Regions from separate parts of the Canis lupus genome. Here region 2 is linked to region 1. A link is a contact called in public Hi-C data. All regions are on one chromosome and are shown on one strand. The core of a region is the stretch at or near the end of the contact, and the rest is flanking DNA. Distances in the headings are between cores, read along the strand shown.

Region 1 (7,156 bases), core at 2,990-5,489:
GACACTGTTCCTGCCCTAAAGAAGTTTATATCCTAGTGGGGAGCAAGTCCTACTGAGATCTTCAACAGTCATTTCTTTTTCACTGCCAAGTAAATGAAAGGAAGTATATACTTTTAGCTTCAGCTTTCTCTGTGGTAGAATTATAGTTTCATAGATTTATTTTGAAAAATTTGGCTAATCATAACATTTTAAGTTTTTTTTTAAAGTTTTATTTATTTGAGAGAGACAGTGTGTACAGAGGGAGAAAGAGAAGCAGACTCCCTGCTGAGCAGGAAGCCTGACACGCTCAATTCTAGGACCCCAGGATTGTGACCTGTGCCGGAGGCATACGCTCAACCAACTGAGCTATCCAGACACCCCTAAAATTTTAAGTTCTGGTACAGTCTTTTCCCTCCAAAAAAAGAAAAGAAATAGAGAAAGGAAACTGAGATAAAAAGCATTGGGGGTGGCTGGCGCCTGGATGGTTCAGTTGGTTGAGGATCCAACTTTTTTTTTTTTTTTTTAAGATTTTATTTATTCATTCATGAGAGACAGAGAGAGAGAGAGAGAGGCAGAGACACAGGCAGAGGGAGAAGCAGGCTCCATGCAGGGAGCCTGACGTGGGACTCGATCCCGGGACCCCAGGATCACAGCCCGGGGCCAAAGGCAGGCACTGAACCTCTGAGCCACCCGGGCTGCCCGAGGATCTGACTTTTGATTTCAGCTCAGGTTGTGATCTCAAGGGTCGTGAGATCAGCAAGGAGCCTACTTGGGATTCTCTCTCTCCCTCTCCTCTGCCCATCTCCCTGCTTATATGCTTATTCTCTCTTCCTCACATAAATAAACCTTGTGGGGAAAAAAGCATTAGGATTGTTGCATGAACTTGGCTAGGGAAATATTAGTGCAACATCACCATCTACAGGATGATTGGCCTTAGGGATCTGGTTTCTTGCTCTCCCTGTTTTCACTCTCACTGGTAGCCACCCACCAGCTTCATAGGACTTGGCTCTGCTGGGGCTGGATTGGGCCACAGTCCAGGAAGCACCATTGATAGGAGGTGTTTCTTTTAAAGCATTACATGTTTGTGGGAACTCACCTGCTACTTGCTAAGCCTCCTGGGTTGTAGTTTCCAGTGCCCCAGAGGTCCATTTTCACAGCAGTCTTGTTAAAATCAACCCTTGGTATGAGGATTTATTAAACAAAAATGGAGAACAGTAAACAAATTGGAATACATTAGCTATTTTAAGGATCCTTACTCTTTTGAGGAACATACAAGCTTTTTATGCTAGAGTATATATTCGAGTTTCTTTCAATGTTTCTCTCTTTATAGCCTGATAATCCAGCTACAGAGTTTCTTTGATAGTTAATAGTACCTCAGGCAGCTAAGGCTTTATAAATACACATGTGATTCCTGTTGGACTCAAATTTCAAATCACACAGGGACATACTGCTTGGCTAAATAGGTCCCTGCTGCCTATATCAGAATATATATATATATATTAAACTATTATCCATACCATTTTTGCTATGTTCTGAAAGTAGGACATAGTAATACCAGAATCACATCAGTCTTAATCAAGAATTAATTGTTCTTTGCTGAGGCTGGGATAATAATTGGAATCAAGTGAACATCCCAGTTGAGTAATGGCAGAGGGATTGAGAAACTATTCTGTGTTCCCTTTAGATTTTTCTGTAGTTGAGAGATATGAAGAAGAACCTAGGCTGAGGACTCTGAGCATATCTAACTGAATACTTAGTATAGTTTGAACTTGCCTTCGTCACTGAACCAGCTATTGTGAAGTGGGCAGAGTTTGTGAAAGAAGTTGTTGAGAATATCACTACAAAATCAGTTAGTGTAGTACCAAAACCCCAAAACTGCCTGGCATAAAGAAATGTGGTTTTGATTCTTAGACTATTTTAGTTTGTTCTTTTAATTTTTCATCTTATAGCTTATGTGCTAAGGCTAAGGAACAAATGAGAACTTGTTTGTGGCTTATCCATATTAAGTTCTTAAAGGGTTTCAGAGCTGTGAAAGAGACTGCCGTTTTGTTCGTAAATCCTGTGTTTTCAGCTTTCTTAGAAATTAGATAATAGAGAAGTTAAATGGTTTGAAGGAGATGGTGGTGAGGAGGATGTAGCAGAAAGAAAAGAATGTAAATGCATCACTTATAATTTTAGGATAAATCACTCAGTAGTGGCTTTTTTTTTTCTTTTTAATAATTTAGCCTTGTAATCTTAGGATTATAAGGTAAATAGAGATTGTTTTATCTGAGCACCATCTTAAAGAAATGTAGACCAATGATTCTTAAAATATTTTACTTTTAAAACTTACTGAAAATATGTAAGAACACTAAATTTGTTTACTCTTCATCCAGATTTCACCAGTTAACATGTCAGTGTTTACTTATCACCCTCCTTTATTCATAAATACGTTAGTGTATGTACCCTTAGATCAAAGATATTTTCTTTATACAACCACAACACAATTATTAAAATCAAGTCCATGTTAGTGCATATTCAAATTTTGTCATTTGTCCCTATGCCCCTAAAAGCTGGGACTTATATAGACTTCTACAAAGCACTTTTATTATAGATGAGTAATAGTAAAGAGATTCTGCAATATTTGTTTCTATTCCAGGTCATTAGTATTTGCATTTCATAGCAAAGAACTGAATTCTGCTGATATGTTGTTTAATTATTCTGACACTTTGAAACATATAAACATATTGGAATTAAAATAATAATCTTTTAAATAAGTACTATTGTATTTTTCTTTGATGCCTTGCATTTCTCATTCAAAATGAATCCAGAAGATATATTAAGAAATTATTTGTCACTTCAAATTGGGGTGACTTTTTCTCTTTTTCACTTTAGCCAAAACCAATATCACCAAAAGAGGCAAACAAAAATCATGTGCATTTACATGTATCTTAAAAGGAACTTAAGTTCCTCTTAAGTATCTCTTTTGTCCTGGTCCAGTAAAAAATATAGAGCATGAATATAATCATGAAGAAACATCAGACAAACCCAAATTGAAATTCTATAAAGTTACTAGCCATCCATTTTCAGAAATGACAGTGTCATGAAAGACATACTGAAGAACCAACCATTCCAGATTCTAAAAGGTTAAAGTGACAGACAATGAAATGCAGTATGTGATCCTAGATGGACTCTTTGTGGTGGAGGGGAGCAGGAATTACTATAAAGGACATTATTGAGATAATTTACAAAATTGGAATCTGCACTGTAGATAATACAGAGTAATGTATCAGTGCTTAAATGTATGCAACCGGATAACTATAATATGGTAATGGAAGAATATCCTTGTTCTTAGGAGATACACACTCAACCATTAAGGGACCGTTATATGCAAGCTACTCTCAAATGGTTTAGAAAATAAGAGAGTGTATTTAGCAATTAATGATAAAGTACATGTGGTAAATTGTTCCTAATTGATGAACCTGTATAAAGAAAATACACAAGTCCTTGGTATTATTCTTGCAACTTCTCTGTTAAGTTTGATTTTTTTTTTTTTAAGATTTATTTATTTAAGAGAGAAAGCGCATGTGCTTGTGAACAAGGGGAGGGACAGAAGGCAAGGGAGAGGGAAATAAGCAGACTCCCTGCTGAGCGGGGAGCCCATTGTGGGGCTCCATCCCAGGACTTTTAGATCATGACCTGAGCCGAAATCAAGAGTCGGGCACTTAACCAACTGAGCCACCCAGGTGCCCAAGTTTGACATTTTTAAAAAGTAGAATAAATGTGAAGATTCAATGTGAACATTAACTGTTATTCCCTTAATAATTAATGTATTGAAGCATAGAAGATTCCATGAAGACTGTAACTTCACTGCCTTGTTTTTTACTACTCATTTTTTTTTTTTTTTCTTGATACTGAATATCTAAGAGCAGGTGTATTTCCTTCATGGTAAATTGGTAAGTCCTTTACCCTGAGAGTCACGTGGGGCTTCTAAGAAATCTGCTGTTAAAGCAGCAATATATAGATCCAAGGGCAGAATCCCATTGAACAGAACCAGGATGGTTTTGTGGAGCAAGATCTCAAATGTTTGTTGAATAAGACATTTTTTTCTCTTGTTTTTATTTAGATATTTTATGACCTTGTCAGACAGATAAATAGAAAAACACCAGTGGAAAAGAAGAAGCCTAAAAAGAAATCATGTCTGCTGCTTTAGACTTACAGTAAGCAGCAGCTCTGAGCCAGGTAAGATACTGAAAGCAGAACAAATGCCGTTCTCATACTCTTATTTTGGGCTTTCCCCAGCCCTAACCACTTCCCATTTCACCTTTTGGGGTATTTCCAGGTTTCTGTATCTTGTGAACGTGATTGATATATGGCTTGTAAATATGTTCCTCTGTTGATAATTTGTCTTTCTTCCCATAAGATTGTAAGGTGTCTGAGGGCAAGGACCATGTGTGCTCATGTGTGCTTTATTCACCCTGTGTCCCTAGTGCCAAGTACAGAATGGGTTTTCAGAAAATAGTGGTTGAATAAATGGAATACCTTCTAGGGTCATTCCTAAATTCATGCCCAATTAAAGTGAAACATGGTTTATCTGAAACAAAATGCTTAAGTGCACATTTTGATGCATTATTTAAAAATGAACACACCTGTGTGTATCAATCACAGTCTTTCCTCCCCTCAATGTAACCCTTGCTCTGATTGTTAACACAATTAGTTTTGCCTCTCTTTGAACTTAACATTAACAAAAACAGGTATTGTGTCTGGCACCTTTTAGTCAAAAATATGTTTTCCAGAATTCTCCTTATTGCATATAGCAGTAGTTCATTTTTATGGCATGACTGTACTGGCAATATTTTTATATATTCTGCTATTGATGGACATTTGGGTTGAAGAACTGATGGGGTAATTCTGCACATTCTTGCATGAGTATGCACATGTGCATCATTTTTATTTGATAAATACCTAGGAATGAAATGGCCAGACTGTATACTATATTATATGGATAGTTTTAGTAGTTACTGTTAAAAAAAGTTTTTCAAGGTAGTTGTACCAGTTTACACACCTACTAGCAGCTTTATAAGTTCTGCATCCTCTCCAAAATTGGTATTGCCAGTCTTTTTAACTCAAGCCGTTCTTCTGGGTATGTGGTACTATGTTATGGTAGTCATTTCCTCTTGGGTATAGGTTGGCTTTTTTGAAATGTTTTGTCTACAGGCTTCTAAGTAGTAGTTGACTTTAAGTACCATTTAAATTTTCATTAAAGCGAACCTGTTGGAGAGAAATTAGTGGCAGCATTAAAGTTGCCTATCAAATGAGAAACCAGGTGCTGAGGGACCATTTGTTTGTTTTCCTCTAATTATATATATTAAATCCCCTAAACAATTTCTACTTATCTTCATAAGCTCTATAAACTATACCATAAAGGAATATTTTCATGAAGCTGTTTTATGATGTATTTTGATGCTGGTTATGTGCATATTACTAATCTTGGTCGGGTTAGAGGAAAGTCTACTTTTACCACTGGAGAGTTCTAAGTCTCTTGGGTCCTTTGAGCAGATTACCTCTTCCAGAGCACCAAATTAACTAATTAATAAGTGCTTCCTTAGAGACTTGGATGAATCTCTCTCTCCAGGGAAACAACTGAGTAATTGTACCCCCCCTTTAATTTAGTCTAATTTAATTTTTTTGGTACCTCCTTTTTAAATGAAGTTCAAGGAAAATGGGCAGAAAGCATGAAACAGCATGGGGTTGCCTCTGGTTGGATTTAGGAAAGATAGCGTCTGGTCTAATGTTTGCTTTAGGCTTTTAGTGAAATCTTGATTCAATAACTATAAATCGTTAGCTCCCTGAAGATGATTATTTTAAAATTTGCTGGTGTGTTTCTTTAGGTAAGGGTGCAAAGGTAAGGAAAATAGGACTCCAGTTCCTATTCTGAACTAAATCATTTAGCTCTCTTATAGGTAACTGTCTTGTTGATGCTATTACCTTAGCTGACCCTAGTTTAATTTCCAGTTCTGTAGAAAATGTTTTAGCCTGTTTAAAGGAAGAGGTGCCATCTCCTGGCCTGTTGTGAAAATTCATTCATATACAACCTGCAGTGTGTTGTGGCTTTACCTGAGAGATTAATCTTGGCCTACATCCAGAAATAAGACTTTCATCCTGGTTGTGTAAATTCTTAGGTTCTGATATGTAATTCAGCCCAACAATATATTTAATACGTCACCTGAGATCTCCGTGGATGCTTGAAAATACGAAATAAGTCAGAATACTTGGCAGAGCAGAGAAATCATAGAGTGATTATAGACTGGAAGTGCCATGTTGATCCCACTTGAAAAGTACTGGGATGGGGAATAAATTAAAAAAAAAAATATATATATATATATATATATATATATATATTTGAGTAAGAGTACATGAACCTTGAGGGCAGTTTATCTGACCTTATCCTTTAAGCAAGACTGTATTGAAACATGTTAATCTCTTTCCAGTATGTCCCACTTCTAAAGAGGAGGAGAGAAATTCATCTTCAGGAAATTCTTCCTTTAACCTAATTCTTTTCTGCTGAGTAATACAACTAACTTGGAGTCTTCTGCCCTTGCCTATGGGGGTCAGCTCTTTCTGTGTCGTGTTTTCGGGTCCTAACTTGTGTTAGAAGTGGTAATCCAAGGGCCACCTGTGTGGCTCAGTCGGTTAAGTGTCTGACTCTTGGTTTCGGCTCAGGTCCTGATCTCCAGGTTAGGAGATGGAGCCGCCTCCCGCCCCACCCCCCAGACAAGCCCTGTATCAGGCTCTCTGCTCAGTGCCAAGTCTGCTCAAGGGTTCTTCTCTCTCTCTCCCTCCCCCTCTGCCCTTCCCCCCTACTTGTGCTTGTTCTCTCTCTTTCTCTCTCAAATAAATAAATATATTTTTTAAAGAAGTGGTAATCTTAATATCATATAGTCCTGAAGTGGTTGGATAAGGATATTTTATGTGCAGGTATCATTTCCTTTTTGGAAAAATAAGATAATGAGATAGAAATAATTACAGTTTTCCTTTTTACAGACAGGACTGTCAGATTGTGAAATTAATAAAACCATTTTTAAATGTTTTTAAAAGTTTAAAATAGCCTTGTTACTGATAGCTATTTGGTATAATTTCATTGTCTAGTAACAATCGGCTGAAATCATTTCTTTCTATATGATTATCTGCTTGTTCA
Region 2 (7,156 bases), core at 3,088-5,587, 65 kb before region 1:
TTCATGAGACACACACACAGAGGCAGAGACACAGGCAGAGGGAGAAGCAGGCTCCCCACAGGGAGCCCGACGTGGGACTTGATCCTCGACCCCAGTATCACGAACTGAGCCTGAGGCAGACGCTCAACCGCTGAGCCACCCAGGTGCCCCTCATTCACAGTTTTTTTGTTGCAGAGAGTAAAGGAAAGCACACAGACCAGCTCTATCTCCTCAGACCCAGTGAGGCAGCCCGCACATATTGAACTTAGTGCAAACCGGGAAAATGTACACACAGTGTATGTGTGTGTGCGTGTGTGTGTCCTAGGAGGGCGGAGATGATCGCTAAAAGGCAACCCCCTCCAGGTGGGGTAATTAGAAAAGCTGCCCCCCTCCTGCTGGGGTGACGTAGCCTCAGGGTTGGCAGAACAGGGGCTGAATTTTAGCTCCCAGCTGTCCCCTCCTGCTCTGCCACCACCAACACCAAGTATACTCCCTGACTTACCTGCATTTGCATCCAGACTTTGCCTTCTCCCCCCAAATACTATGTCAACATACTGCCCTTGTTCCTATTCAAGGCCACCTCTTCACTCTCATGCTAGGTCTCATTGCTTCTCTCTCTCTCTTTTTAAAGATTTCACTTATTTACCCATGAGAGACACAGAGAGAGAGGCAGAGACATAGGCAGGAGAAGCAGGCTCCCTGTGGGGAACCCTGATGCGGGACTCGATCCTGGGACCCCAGGATCACACCCTGAGCCAAAGCCCCTCAGGTGCCCTGCTTGTTACTGTCTTGAGGACAGTCTCCACTTGTCTCTCTTCCCTTTTGTATTGTCACATTTACCTTTCCAAAGGATTGATCCAGCGTACCAACAACAGAAGCATCTCCCATCTTAATATACTCTCCCTTGATCCCAAGTACTCCGGGGGCTACTACCATGTTCCCAGTTGCTCCTTATAGCAAAGGTCCTCAAGAGCGGTTTAGACTTGCTTTATAGCAAGTCACTCTCTCCTCCTCACTTCCCATTCTCTTGTTAACACACCCTAATCAGACTTTCTCCCTTGTGACACCATTGAAACTGCTCTCATCAAGGACATCAGTGACTTCATCTGGCCAAATCTAGTGTTCAAACTCTCTCCTCGGCTTACTTGTTTCAACAGTACTTGATAAGAGTGATGGCTCCCACCTTCCAGAAACAAGTATCTTCTATCACTCACCCTTTCCTAGTATTCCTCTGATCAGACTGGTAGCTCCTCCTCCTTTTCTACTTAATCTCCAAGTGTTGGATTCCTCGTAGTCCTCTTCTCTAGCTACTCTCCCTCCCTAAGTGCTTTCATGTAGACTCCTGGTTTAAGAAGCATCTGTGCTCTGAAGAATCCCAAATCTATATCCAACTGTTGTTCTCGACATTTCCTGTGGATGTATACGACAAGCACCTTATGGAACATGCACAAAACAGAAATACTGATTTCCCCCAACCCCAAATTTCTCCTGTTCGCAGCCTTCCCTTTCCCATTAAATGGCACCACCATGAACTCATCCTTCGAGCTCTGAACCTCAGAATCATCCGTGGGGTTTGTTCCTTCACACACTCTCTGCCAAACCCATCCCAACTCAAAATGTACCTGAGTAGCTTTCTCACTCCTTTGTTGCCTTCCTGTTCCAAGTTACCTCCAACAACATCCCTGGTGGCCTTCCTGTGGACATTCGTGCTTCCCTGTTGTGTACTTTACACATAAGAGCAAGAACAGTTGTCATTTTTCAAAAAATATTTTATTCATTTATTCACGAGAGACAGAGAGAGAGAGGCAGAGACCCAGGCAGAGGGAGAAGCAGGCTCCCTGCAGGGAGCCCGACGCGGGACTCGACCCCGGGTCTCCAGGACCAGGCCCTGGGCTGCAGGCGGCGCTAAACCGCTGGGCCACCGGGGCTGCCCAAGGGTAATTATTACAACTGTGGATCAGGCGTGGTCGTTCCTCTGCGCCCCCCCCCCCCCGCCCCGGCTTTTAGTTGCTCTTCCAGGAGCCCACCCACGCGGCTGCGCCGGATCTGGTCCCTCCACGCCTCTCCCAGGTTAACCGCCGCTGCTTTCGGGGTAGCTGGTTCCATTCAGCCCTGCCGGCTTCTCGCTGCTCCTGCAACCTACCAGGTCTGTTATGGTCACCTCTGAGCTTCGGGCCGATCGACCTTCGGTGTGGGAAGGCTGTCCCCGCCAGGCCCCCGGCCCCGCCCCCGCCCCCGCCCCGCGCGCACCCAGCACAGGTGTCTGCGAAGCCTGTTCCTTCTCATCACACGGTAGGACGCGCGCTCCCAGGCCTCCTCTGCGGGGCAGCATCCGGCCCGCTACGGAGCCACCGCACGCCCGGCGTCGCCTCTCTCCACGCTGCTTAGCAGGACCTGCCATCGCCGTCGTCTGGCTGCCCGTCTCCCCTCCCGCCCCGCTGGGGTTCAAGCTTCGCGAGGGCCCCTGCGCCTCGCACGGAGCCTGGCACTTACCCACACAGCGCGCGCGCTCCCTCCAAGCCGCGACTCCTCCGGCATCTTCGGGCCCCTCCCCGTGCGCTTTCCGCCCTCCGCAGCCTCCCGCCCGCGCTCCGCAGGGCCCCTGCACCGCGCTCCTCCCCCCGGTCCTCAGCGCCCACCGCGGTCCTCTGCGCGGCTGCTTTAAGCGGACTCCGGAAAGTCGCGGGGGGCGGGGCCGACGCCGCCTGGGGGCGTGGCCGGGGGCGTGGCCGGGGGCGTGGCCTGCGTGCTGCGTGCTGCGTGCGTGCGCGTTCTGGAGGCGCCGCCGCCGCTCTCGAGGCCGCCGTCGCCGCCGTCGCCGCCGCGCAGAGCCGGAGCCGGAGCCGGAGCCGGAGCCACGGCCGAGAGGAGGGAGGAGGTGGAGGTGGAGGTGGAGGTGGAGGAGGAGGTGGAGGAGGCGCCGGGCCGCGGGGTGAGTGAGGCGCGGGCAGCCCGGGCCGGCCGCGGGGCGCGGGGCGCGGGGCGCGGGGCGCGGGGCGGCCGAGCCAGGGCAGCGGCGGCCGCTGCGGCGGGTCAGTGCCGGGGCTCCCCCTTCCTCCTCCGCGTCCCCTCGGGGTCCGGGGCGGCGGCCCGGGGGCCTGGCCGGCGGGAGGGGCGGAGGGAGGGCGGAGGGCGGAGGGGCGGGAGCTCCGGAGGCCCCGCCGCCGCCGCCAGGGCCGGAGCCGGCCACGCCCGCGGACCGAGCCGGTGCGCCGTGGCTGGGCCTGCGGGAGGCGGGCGGGAGGGGCCGGGGCCGGGCGCGCGAGAGAAAGAGGACATTGTGTCCCCCGCGCTCCAGCCCCGCGAGGTGTCACGGCCCGAGCCCGCTCGCCCCCGCGCCGTCGCTCGCCACTTGCTGCCCGAGGGCCGCGGAGCCCCGCACGCCGCTGCGCCTTCCCCGCTCCTTGCATGTCGCCGGGCCCGGCACGGAGCTTCCCCGCGACCCAGCCCTCCGCTCGGGGCGCGCGACGGGGTCCGAAGGCCGGCGGACCCGGTGCCTCCTCGCTCCGCCGGGGCAGGGCGGGGGGCGGGGGGCGGGAGGCGGGAGGCGGGAGCGCCGGCCTCCCTTTCCTGCCTTTATTCCGCGGTGCCGAGGGCGGGCATCTCCACGGCCACTCCGCGTCCCGGCCCCGCTCCCGCCCTCTCTCCTCGCGTCCCCGGAGCCCGAGCCCGAGCCCGAGCCCGAGCCTGCCCGCGGGGCGTTCGCCTGGTCGGCGTCGCTCTTCCCGGATCCACGCTCCGCCCCTGAACTCTGCTGGGGAGGAGGCCGGCCACCGCGGGACTCCAGCCTCCCTTCGGCCCGGGGCCCGGGGGCTGGGGGGAGCGTGGCTTGTCCCCCCGGGAAGTCAGGGGCCGTGTCCTCTGCCGGGCCGCGTGGTTCCCTGCGACGGGGAGACGGGGAGGGGAAGACGCTGGCGCCCGAGCAGTGGGACCTCCTCGCGGGGCTGAGCACCAGGGCTCTGGGCGACCTTCTGACCCCTCGGGAAGGAGAACCGACGTGGAGTCACCTACTCCTTGCTGGGGGGGAACACGGTGTCGTCATTGCCCTGAAGGAAGGAGGGCATCGGAGAGAAAAGGGATCACGGCAGGACGTCCCTGGGCCTCACAGGTGGCCGCGGCCTTCTGCCTCCCGGGTCCGGGGTGATGATTCTTTCTGTTTCCATCGTAGTAGGAGTCAAGCAGCTGCTCCTAGTTTTAAGGTAGGGCGCCTGCCTTCAAAAGCACGCTGCAGGGCAGTCTCAAGGGATGCTGCTGGAAACAGGATTCGGAAACTTTCTTCTGGTTTCCTGTCAATGTGTGGAGGCGGGCACGCATGTGTAGTTTTTCTTTCCTTTTGATGTCATTGGTATCTGCAGTACTTTGACATAATAAGCACTAAGTCAGCACCTTCCCCCCCCCCAGCTTTTCTCGGTCTTTATTATGATTCCTTATACCGCTTTCTGTTCTGAGACTGTATTTGCATTGGGTGCAGTTATTTATTTATTTAGCCAGTCTGGTGTCTCACTGAACCTTGTTTCCTTGGTATTTTCAACCGTGTACTGCAGAGTATGGTTCAGTGTAAGCTAGTGAGGATCACACAGTGTCTGGCACAGTGCAGGCACTCGGAATTTTATGGGTGGGTTGAATGATTACAAGGAGGTGTCTAGGTAGGATATATTTTCTGTTCGTTGGAAGGTAGCTTATGTTAGGATAGTACACTTCCAGTGTGAAACAGTAATTCTTAACCTTTTCTAGGCCACTGACACCTTTGAGATTATGATGAAATATATAGATTTTCTCTCCAGGAAAAAAAAAAAAAAGTTAACAGACGTTCATGCATGACATTTTGCATTCAGTTTCAGGTTCCCTCCGAAACCAAGCATAGATATCCGTCTCAAAGGAAAACTGGAATCCCCGAGTGTTATTCAATTCCATATTAAAACTGTTCAAAAGCCTTTGTTCACTTTCCGTGTGGCCTCAAGGGTGGCAGTGTCTGTCGGTACTTACAGACCAAACTTTGGGTCTTTAGGAATAAGATTTAAGAGTAATTGTTACTACAATTGTATGAAGAAGAGTTGTCATTAATAACTACTACCAGTCAGTTTTGAGCTAATACACTAATGGCTTCCAAGGAAATAAGATTGCTGTGGTCACTTTTGGCAGCCTAAAATCATAATCACAACTGACTTAAATTTTTATTGTACAAACTCCTTAGTAACGTGATCAACACTTAAATGTTCGCAAATCAAATTATTCATTTTTCCTGTTCTCTTCCGAGCTTGTTTAAATGCACGGTTTTTCATGTAGTTAATAATTATTATACCAGCATTTAATATCACTTCAACAACTGCTTTTTGAATGCCTGTTGTGTGAATAAAATCAAGTTCTTGTTGTCATGGAGCTTATATTTTAATCAGAAGAGATGGGCCATAACCAAATAAATGTAGACTATATTACATGATAAGAGCCATGCAGAAGAGTCAATTAGGGTGAGGGAAAGAGAGAAGCAGTGGCAGGGATGGCATGAGACTGGAGCAGAGACCCAAAGGAAGTGAGTTAGATGTGCTCTCTTGGGGAAGAAAGTTGTAGGCAGAGGGGACTGCAAGTGCAAAGCCCCCCCCCCCCCCCCTCAGTGTACTTGGCCTTTTGAGAACAACTAGGAATACAGCAAGAGGGAGTGAGGGAGCATTAGGTTAGAGAAGTAACAGCCTTGTAGGTCATGGTAAAAACTTCAGATTTTACTTTTTTTTTTTTTTTAAGATTTTATTTGTGAGAGAGAGAGAGAGAGAGAGAGAGACAGGCAGAGGGAGAAGCAGGCTCCATGCAGGGAGCCTGATGCAGGAATCGCCCCGGGGCTCCAGGATCACGCCCTGGGCCAAAGGCAGGTGCTAAACCGCTCAGCCACCCAGGGATCCCGGATTTTACTTTAAATGAGATGAGCAATCAACTATTGGAGGGTTTCAAGTAAAAGAGTTTGTGGGAATCCTTCTGGCTGCTGTGTGGAAATCAACTTGGTGGGAATTGGCCAGGGCAAGAGTATAAGCAGGAAGACCAGTTAGGAGGTTTAATCTTTATTTTAAGCCTTTTTCAGAGGTTGCAAAAATACTCCATCTACGCGTTACCGATTGTTGGGCATGTAGATAGTTTCACTTTACTAAAATTATGATGAAATGAACACTTTGTATATGTAGCATTTTCTTTCTTTCTTTTGGAATTTTTTCTTGGGATGATTTCCAGAAGAAGAACTGAATCAAAGTATATGAATTTACTTGTCTTCTTGATGTATCCTGTGAATTACTTTAAAAAATATGTTGTACTAGTTAAAGGGATAGCCACAGTTGTTGATCTTCAGTGTTATGGTAGTGTTACTTGCATTGAGTATTATTATTTAATACTTGAAAAAAATCATTTGAGTTATAAAAGAAGATCTTTTAGTTAGGTTGAATTTTCAAAGAGCTTGAATTTAAAGTTCATATCATAATTTACCTCTCCAACATTTAACAACAGAGTGCTAATTGTTGGTGATACAGAAATGAATTAGGGTATTTGTCCTCAGGGAGTTTTACATTCTGTCATGATTCAGAATCTAATAGTTAAATAACTTAAAAGTCTTGCCAAAGTTTACTACCATCCGTGAACTTTGTTATTATATGACTGATCTTTTATATAAAATACACATTCCAGTCGAGCATCTAATTTTTCATATTGGCAATTCCTGTTTTTTTTTTTTTTAACACAAAGGGATTTTTATTTTTTTAAAAGATTTTATTTATTTATTCACGAGAGACCGAGAGAGAAGGAGAGACAGAGAAACAGGCAGAGGGAGAAGCAGGCTCCATGCTGGGAGGAGCCTCACGTGGGACTCCATCGGGGTCTCCAGGATCATGCCATGGGCTGAAGGCGGCGCTAAACCTCTGAGCCACCTGGGCTGCCCATAAAGGGATTTTTAAATGATATCTGCAATTTGTTTAATTTCTGTTATGTGTGTCTTTAGAATCTTAAAACTGACAGCCCCATGTTTTGTTCTTTGCAATAAATTATGCAACTAGTACTTAGTTGAATTTTTAGACAGTTGTAATTCTTTATAGCTTTCAAAACACAGAGATTATTGTTTTGTTAAATAAGGTTAGCATTGCATCTTTGACATTTTATTTAGTTTATAAGGAAGAATGATACCAGTCGGTTTTTTTTTTTTTTT

What was found. Hi-C and Micro-C count contacts between places; a contact is called where the count stands out from the background.
Region 2: a Hi-C map of blood shows a contact between it and region 1, with 2.4 times the contacts expected there. The contact joins the promoter of LOC119877201 here to the enhancer-like site in region 1. A contact is called at or near these places in 2 of 9 Hi-C or Micro-C datasets (both in blood).

What each region holds. Positions count from the first base shown.
Region 1 is chr17:64,489,779-64,496,934 of UU_Cfam_GSD_1.0, reverse strand. RAP1A (ras-related protein Rap-1A) reads left to right here. Exons shown (of 9, transcript XM_038562377.1): 8 at 4,085-4,200. The coding sequence ends at 4,171. LOC111090743 (a long non-coding RNA gene) reads right to left here. Exons shown (of 5, transcript XR_005372801.1): 2 at 5,024-5,229; 3 at 1,076-1,156. Among named protein-coding and RNA genes, the nearest start is that of INKA2, 28 kb to the right of the region's middle. Within about 2 kb of position 4,239, at least 3 of the 20 cell types and tissues checked have an H3K27ac peak or open chromatin away from gene starts, as enhancers often do. A contact at or near this core is called in blood, where this site is marked.
Region 2 is chr17:64,554,955-64,562,110 of UU_Cfam_GSD_1.0, reverse strand. It overlaps LOC119877201 (collagen alpha-1(I) chain-like), which reads right to left and starts at 4,337. Exons shown (of 5, transcript XM_038562424.1): 1 at 3,991-4,337; 2 at 3,294-3,860; 3 at 2,901-3,203; 4 at 2,230-2,684; 5 at 1,805-2,118. The coding sequence starts at 4,043. The coding sequence ends at 2,051. It overlaps RAP1A (ras-related protein Rap-1A), which reads left to right and starts at 2,894. Exons shown (of 9, transcript XM_038562377.1): 1 at 2,894-2,911.